2 separate regions of the Mus musculus genome follow, and region 2 is linked to region 1. The links are chromatin contacts, called in public promoter capture Hi-C maps. All regions are on one chromosome and are shown on one strand. Each heading gives the region's core, a stretch centred on a gene start, on an enhancer-like site or on the middle of the called end of the contact. The rest is flanking DNA. Distances are from core to core; before and after follow the strand shown.

Region 1 (3,129 bases), core at 419-2,918:
GGAGGTGGTGGAGAACAATGATTAGAAAATACTAAGACAGGATAATCTTCTAAATAATGACAATACCAAAGTTTTGCTGTAATCAGATCTCTGTCAGGATGGAAATTAGCATTTGCTTAACACAAGGATAGTCTCTATATGTGGTACACAAAAACTTCACTCCAACACAGGAGGTGTCTTAGTCAGGGTTTCTATTCCTGCATCATGACCAAGAAGCAAGTTGGGGAGGAAAGGGTTTATTCGGCTTACACTTCCATACTGCTGTTCCTCACCAAAGGAAGTCAGGACTGGAACTCAAGCAAGTCAGAAAGCAGGAGCTGATGCAGAGGCCATGGAGGGATGTTCTTTACTGGCTGGCTTTTCCTGGCTTGCTCAGCCTGCTCTCTTATAGAACCTAAGACTGCCAGCCCAGAGATGGTCCCACCCACAAGGGGCCTTTCCCCCTTGATCACTAATTGAGGAAATGCCTTACAGTTGGATCTCATGGAGGCATTTCCTCAACTGAAGTTCCTTTCTCTGTGATAACTCTAGCTGTGTCAAGTTGACACAAAACTAGCCAGTACAGGAGGGTACATGCATCTGAGAGCAAGTGTTCAACATGGCCAATGACATTGACTCCCTGGAACTGGAGTTACGGGGTCCCTGAGCCAAAGGTGGGTGTTGGGACTCAAACCCAGGTCAACCACAAGAGTGTGCTCAGAGTCTCTGAGCCATCTTCCCAGCCCCCGTAATTATCACAGTTTTGTATTTCTACATTTTATAAGCACCATAATATAGTTGTATCTTTATCTTTTCAGTAATTTTTGAACACTGAAAAAGATAAATTACCTTTTAATATTCACTTAATTACTCCTGTAGTACTGGTTTTATTCATGTGACTCTAAGTGTTACTCTGGTACAAATTTCCATCAGCCTTTAACATTTTTTGTGACAAAGGTCTCCTGGTGACCAAGCCCTTGCTGAATTGTTTTGTTTCACCAGAAAAGGACATCATTAGTTTCTATCCACTAGGTGAAGTGGTGTGTGTGTGTGTGTGTGTGTGTGTGTGTGTGTGTGTGTGTGTGTGTGTTGAATTCTAGGTTGACAGTGTGTATTGAATTCTAGGATGACAGTCTTTTTCATTCAACACTGTACAATCTGGAAAATTAGAATTTTAAAGAAAAAGGACTATGGTGGTAAGAAAATATACTGAAAGGGGAAGTTTGGAACCATGGAAAAACAGGTTTTTAACTAGAATACACATCCTGATGCAGTTAACGGTGTTAACCATGTGTAACAAGTGTACATGCAGTAGGAACACAGAACAGATGAAGATCTGCAAGTACCAGGGGTTAACAGTGGTTAGTTCTCAACTCTGAGCTCAGGAGGTGAGATCCTCACAAAAGCTTCACTCTCACTCTGCTTCCCCCAGACCAGCATGAATCTGAGCTCCTTCAACAGCCCTTCCACAGCAGGGAACCCCCTCAGGCTGAGAAGGCTGTAAGTTCTTGCTATAGGGAGGAAGCCGCCCACAGCCAAGGATGGGGGCTTATCTGGAAAAAGGGCAGCAAGACAGATTCATCAAAACCAGCAGTGAGCTCAGTCTGGCAGCATGCCTGCAGCCGGCCAGAAAATCCGAGCAGTTTCGTTTTCCCAAAAACAAGTAACCCAACCACTAGAAGAATTGAGCCAATTCGCTGTGACCACTGCTAGCCAAACCCATGCTAGACCCGGGGCTGCTCCTCTGAACCTCACAGACAGGCGACCAGTCCACAAATGAAACACCACCTGGCCACAGACCAGAAGATTCTGGGCCGGAGGCTGAGTTCGGGAAGGAAAGGGAGACTTACATTCCTGCCTGTTTCTAAATTCTGCTTTCCCAGCCGGCCAGGGAACAGCGATCAAAAGTCTTTTCTCACAAAATGAAAGTGGTGAGTGAGAGCCACAGAGCTGCGACCTTCAAGGGAGCCAGGGACAGAAGGGTGGCCCGGTGCCAGAGGAAAGGGCCTGGAGAAGAGCTTATCTCCTTTCGAACAAGTTTTATGCTGTCTTGTGTAATTCGTATGAATAGATTCCATAAATTAGTTGGTAAATAGGTACACTTGGGCCGGTGACAGAACACTGGGATATAGGAAGAGCTAGGAGGAAGGAGGAAGAAAGAAGTGGGGAGAAAGCAGATACCAAAAGAAACTAAAAACACCAAGAACAATCCGAACGCCCAATATGGCTAAGGTTCAGAATTATTAAAGTTTAGTTTATTAAGCACATATGAGTTTCAAGCTTCCCGGTATTTAGAAGGCTTCCTATTGGTCTCTGCCCGCGGGCGGGAGAGGGTGGGTGGAGAGTCAGGCAGTGAAAAGGAAAGGCGGGAATTCCACGCCACCTCCGCGCGCTCTGCGCTCTGGGATCCGGAGCGACCAGGACCTGGTGAGACCCTCAGCTCCCCTCCACCTTCCCCGAGGTCCAGCACACCAGAACTGGAACCTGAGCAGCCCAGAAGCCAGGGTGGCACCACTGTGTCTCTCCTGTCTGAAGACCCGGATATTTTCTCAGACTTGGCGACACGTTCCTTTAAAAGTAGGTGCTGAGGACTGGAGGGGCCTGGGAGTGAAAGGGGATGATTCCAGTGGGTGAGAGACTGACCAGCCCAGCACAGGAGAAGGGGGACCCAGATGGGTGAAGGGATGGGGGAGGGAGGCTGTCTCTGTCACTCTAGCTTGCTCTGGCTGGCAATCTCAACAGGAAGTCTCTGAGCTGGTAGAGCCTGTTACTCTTAGTAGGTGCAAGTTAGAGTACAAGCTTTAGGCCCCAAGGTACAGCTTGAAATGACAATGTTGAAAGGGATTCTGTAGATGCCACTGAGCGACCCCTCTCTCTCTAAGATACTGTCTTTAACTGAGCAAGGAGCCAAGAGGCAGAAATATAATTGCTACTATCTAACCCAGGGTTTATAATCCAGAAGCTATGGAAAAGAGCCTAAAATCCGGGGATTTCAGTTTCCCAACTAGCACACCTTCTAAAGCCTGTTTCCTTTCTGTCCTGATTCCGCCTAAGATGGCCAGTCCCAATTTGTTTTGCCCAGTATACTGCCCCAGCCCTTCTAGTGCCTTGTGTGTTCCACTCTTACTTTCTACACACAGTCATCAGAGG
Region 2 (3,129 bases), core at 365-2,864, 54 kb before region 1:
AATATAGTGCCAATTGCCAGTCAATACATTTGTTGTTGCCAGGATACAATGATGATTGCAAACATTATAGGCTACACAGACTGGCCTCTAAGACTAATTGTCCTGTCAAGTTTCCATGCCTCATTGACTACTAAAGGAACACAGCAGAGAAAAACAAAGTGACCTGGATGCTTTACTGCCTGAGGGAGTGCATCAGTCTCTCAGCAACAGGAAGGCAAGTTGTGCCCCAGGAGCCATGGACTCCAACCTGAAAAACCTATAACACATGCCTCTCACGTTCAGCTAGGCCAGACTGACACCATGGTTCCTTGTAATTCCCAGGTTTTGGTTTTTAATTTTAGGCTATGCAAGACAATCTTCAAACAGACATGGAATAACAAATCAATACTAAGGCTATAATGCGTCCCAGCAAAACCAACAAAAAAACTTCTCAGACACATCACTATGAAACAGAGTGTAGAAGACCAATTAGAAACAGAAAAATATCATAGTAAATATCTTGGCCATGTTTTCTGCAGCAATGGGAGAGGGTAATCCAACTGACTTTGAATGTTAAGTGGTTTACATTGCATTGTGCAAGGTCTGAACATACTCAAATTATCATATGACCATCTTAGCTTGGGGAATAATAAGATTAGCTATGGGGGCACCAACAAGACCTCAGAGTCACTGACATGAATAGGAATATTATTCTCTTCCCAGTTAACAAATGAAGCAAAAGAAGACCAGACATATAAGCACAGCTTATGTTATGTTATGTTATGTTATGTTATGTTATGTTATGTTATGTTATGCTATGTTATGTATGTTTCATCAGGAACAGATGCATTTAACAAAGACACATAGTAAGAAACAGCAACTCAGCAGGCACACCTAAGACTTCATCAATTCTTTCTCCCCAGTCACTAGTTTCCTCCTCAGAGTCATTGTTGATAGAGAGACCTTGTTCTTCATGGCTCCACAATCCTTTCGCCCCAGTCTCATCCTTTTCTTCAGGTATAGCCTTTGCAAACACCTTAGAAGCTCTTCATCTGACTTCCACTGGTCTAGTTAGTCTTTCAGTTGTCCACACCAACTTTTTAGCAGCCTGAGGGAAACACACAAAGATAGCCATAGCTTCAATGAATTGCTGTAACCCTGTGATTCAGTTGGCTAGGCATAGCATCTCTCCAATGAACCAGGACCCTGAATTTCTCTCTGGAGAGGTTAAAAATGTTCTACAGCAGAGAGGCCATCCTTACCCAAATGTAAAAAGTATATATAATAGAAGATAAAATATTGTGACAAGTAGCCATATTACCTTTCTCCCTCTCCTTTATTTTTAAATAAAGTTTAAGTTATCCTTTAGCTCTTTCCTAAAAGATGAATTCTGGGGGTTATATGGGATGCCTGGGATATAGGTTATGCCAAACTGTTGGCAAAATTGTTGAAAAGGCTTGGCAATGTATGCAGGAGCATCGCCTGCTTTTAACATTTTGCAGGGACCTAAAACAGCAAAAGCTCTGAGTAAAAACATAAAAATATTCTTCACTGCTTTTCCTGAAAGGGGAACGGCAAAAATGAACACTGAGTGAGTCAGCGTCTACAATGACACAAACATATTTCAGCCTCCCTAAGCTAGGGACATGAGTAACATTCATGTGCCAAATGTGATCTGACAATTTTTGGGAAGTTCCAGGGCAAGGGGTGGCCCTATTTCTAGGATGGCTTCCTTTTTTGTCATGAGACAAAGCCTGCTGTCCTGAGTTGGGGTGTTTTCTAATATATTGCCATATGTTGGGCTATTTGAGCCTTTTGTGGGTATACTCAGTATCCCATGGCTGCCAGAAAGTTTAAAGCATAAATGGAGTATCTCCGGAGTCTAACTCTTCAGGTCTACAAATAAAGAGATTATGTACTGAAATAAAGGGCTATTCTTTTGAACCAAGGACTCTCAATATATTTGGACTGCTGTTGTTGGGGGGTCAAGACCCAAAGACCACTCAGCATGATCAAAGTTTAAATTAGGCTTGGAGAGATACACTTCTCACAGAACAGCCTCAAATGCACATTTCAGGGAATTTTTTATTAGTTTATTTATTATGTATATAGTATTCTTCCTACCTGTCTACCTGCATTCCAGAATTGGGCCTCAGGCCCTAGTATAGATGGTTATGAGGCACAATGTGGTTGCTGGGAACTGAACTCAGGACCTCTGGAAGAGCAGCTATATTGGCTGGTTTTGTGTAGCAACTTGACACAAGCTGGAATTATCACAAAGAAAGAAGCCTCCCTTGAGGAAATGCCTCCATGAGATCCAGCTATAAGGCATTTTCTCAATTAGTGATCAAGGGTGGGAGAACCCCTTGTGGGTGGTGCCATCCCTGGGCTGGTAGTGCTGAGTTCTATAAGAAATCAGGCTGAGCAAGTCAGGGGAAGGGAGCCAGTAAGTAACATCCCTCCATCCAAGCCTCTGCATCAGCTCCTGCTTCTTGACCTGCTTGAGTTCCAGTCCTGACTTCCTTTGGTGATGAACAGCAGTATGGAAGTGTAAGCTGAATAAACCCTTTCCTCCCCAACTTGATTCTTGGTCATGATGTTTTGTGCAGGAATAGAAACCCTGACTAAGACAGCAGTCTATGCTCTTAAACTCTGAGCTATCTCTCCAGCCCTACAGGGAGATTTTTCCTTATTGGATATTTTCTTTATTTACATTTCAAATGTTATGCCTTTTTCTGGTTTCCCCTCAGAAAAAATACCCTCCTCCATCCCCTCCCCCTGCTCACCAACCCACCCACTCCTGCTTTCTGGCCCTGGCATTCCCCCACACTGGGGCATAGAGCCTTCATAAGATAAAGGGCCTCTCCTCCCACTGATGTCTGAGTAGGCCATCTCTGGTACATATGCAGCTGGAGCCATGAGTCCCACCATGTGTGCTCTTTGGTTGGTGGTTTAGTCCCTGGGAGCTCTGCGGGTACTGGCTAGTGAGAGGCTCTGCCACTGCCTCACAAATACAGAGGTGGATGCTCACAGCCATCCATTAGACTGAACATAGAATCCCCATTGAAGGAGCTAGAGAAAGGAGCCAAGGAGCTGAAGGGGTTTGCAGCCCCATAGGAGGAACTACTGGGAGATTTTAAAGACAACACA

What was found. Promoter capture Hi-C pulls out the DNA fragments that hold promoters and counts their contacts.
Region 2: a promoter capture Hi-C map of macrophages shows a contact between it and region 1, with 5 read pairs. The contact joins the enhancer-like site here to the promoter of Slfn9 in region 1. A contact is called at or near these places in 5 of 39 promoter capture datasets (the C10 cell line, embryonic stem cells and macrophages), 2 of 15 datasets of contacts at CTCF or cohesin (CD8 T cells and pro-B cells), 50 of 484 Hi-C or Micro-C datasets (B cells, the Ba/F3 cell line, the C2C12 cell line and 35 more), 15 of 115 datasets of contacts at active chromatin or transcription factors (CD8 T cells, the HPC-7 cell line, the SCID.adh cell line and 4 more) and 2 of 9 other capture datasets (adipose tissue and pancreatic islet).

The regions. Positions count from the first base shown.
Region 1 is chr11:82,990,369-82,993,497 of GRCm38.p6, reverse strand. Slfn9 (schlafen 9) reads left to right here and starts at 1,668. Exons shown (of 5, transcript NM_172796.2): 1 at 1,668-1,910.
Region 2 is chr11:83,044,301-83,047,429 of GRCm38.p6, reverse strand. No RefSeq gene overlaps it. Among named protein-coding and RNA genes, the nearest start is that of Slfn2, 19 kb to the left of the region's middle. Within about 2 kb of position 1,614, at least 38 of the 459 cell types and tissues checked have an H3K27ac peak or open chromatin away from gene starts, as enhancers often do. A contact at or near this core is called in CD8 T cells, Th2 cells, adipose tissue and 3 more, where this site is marked.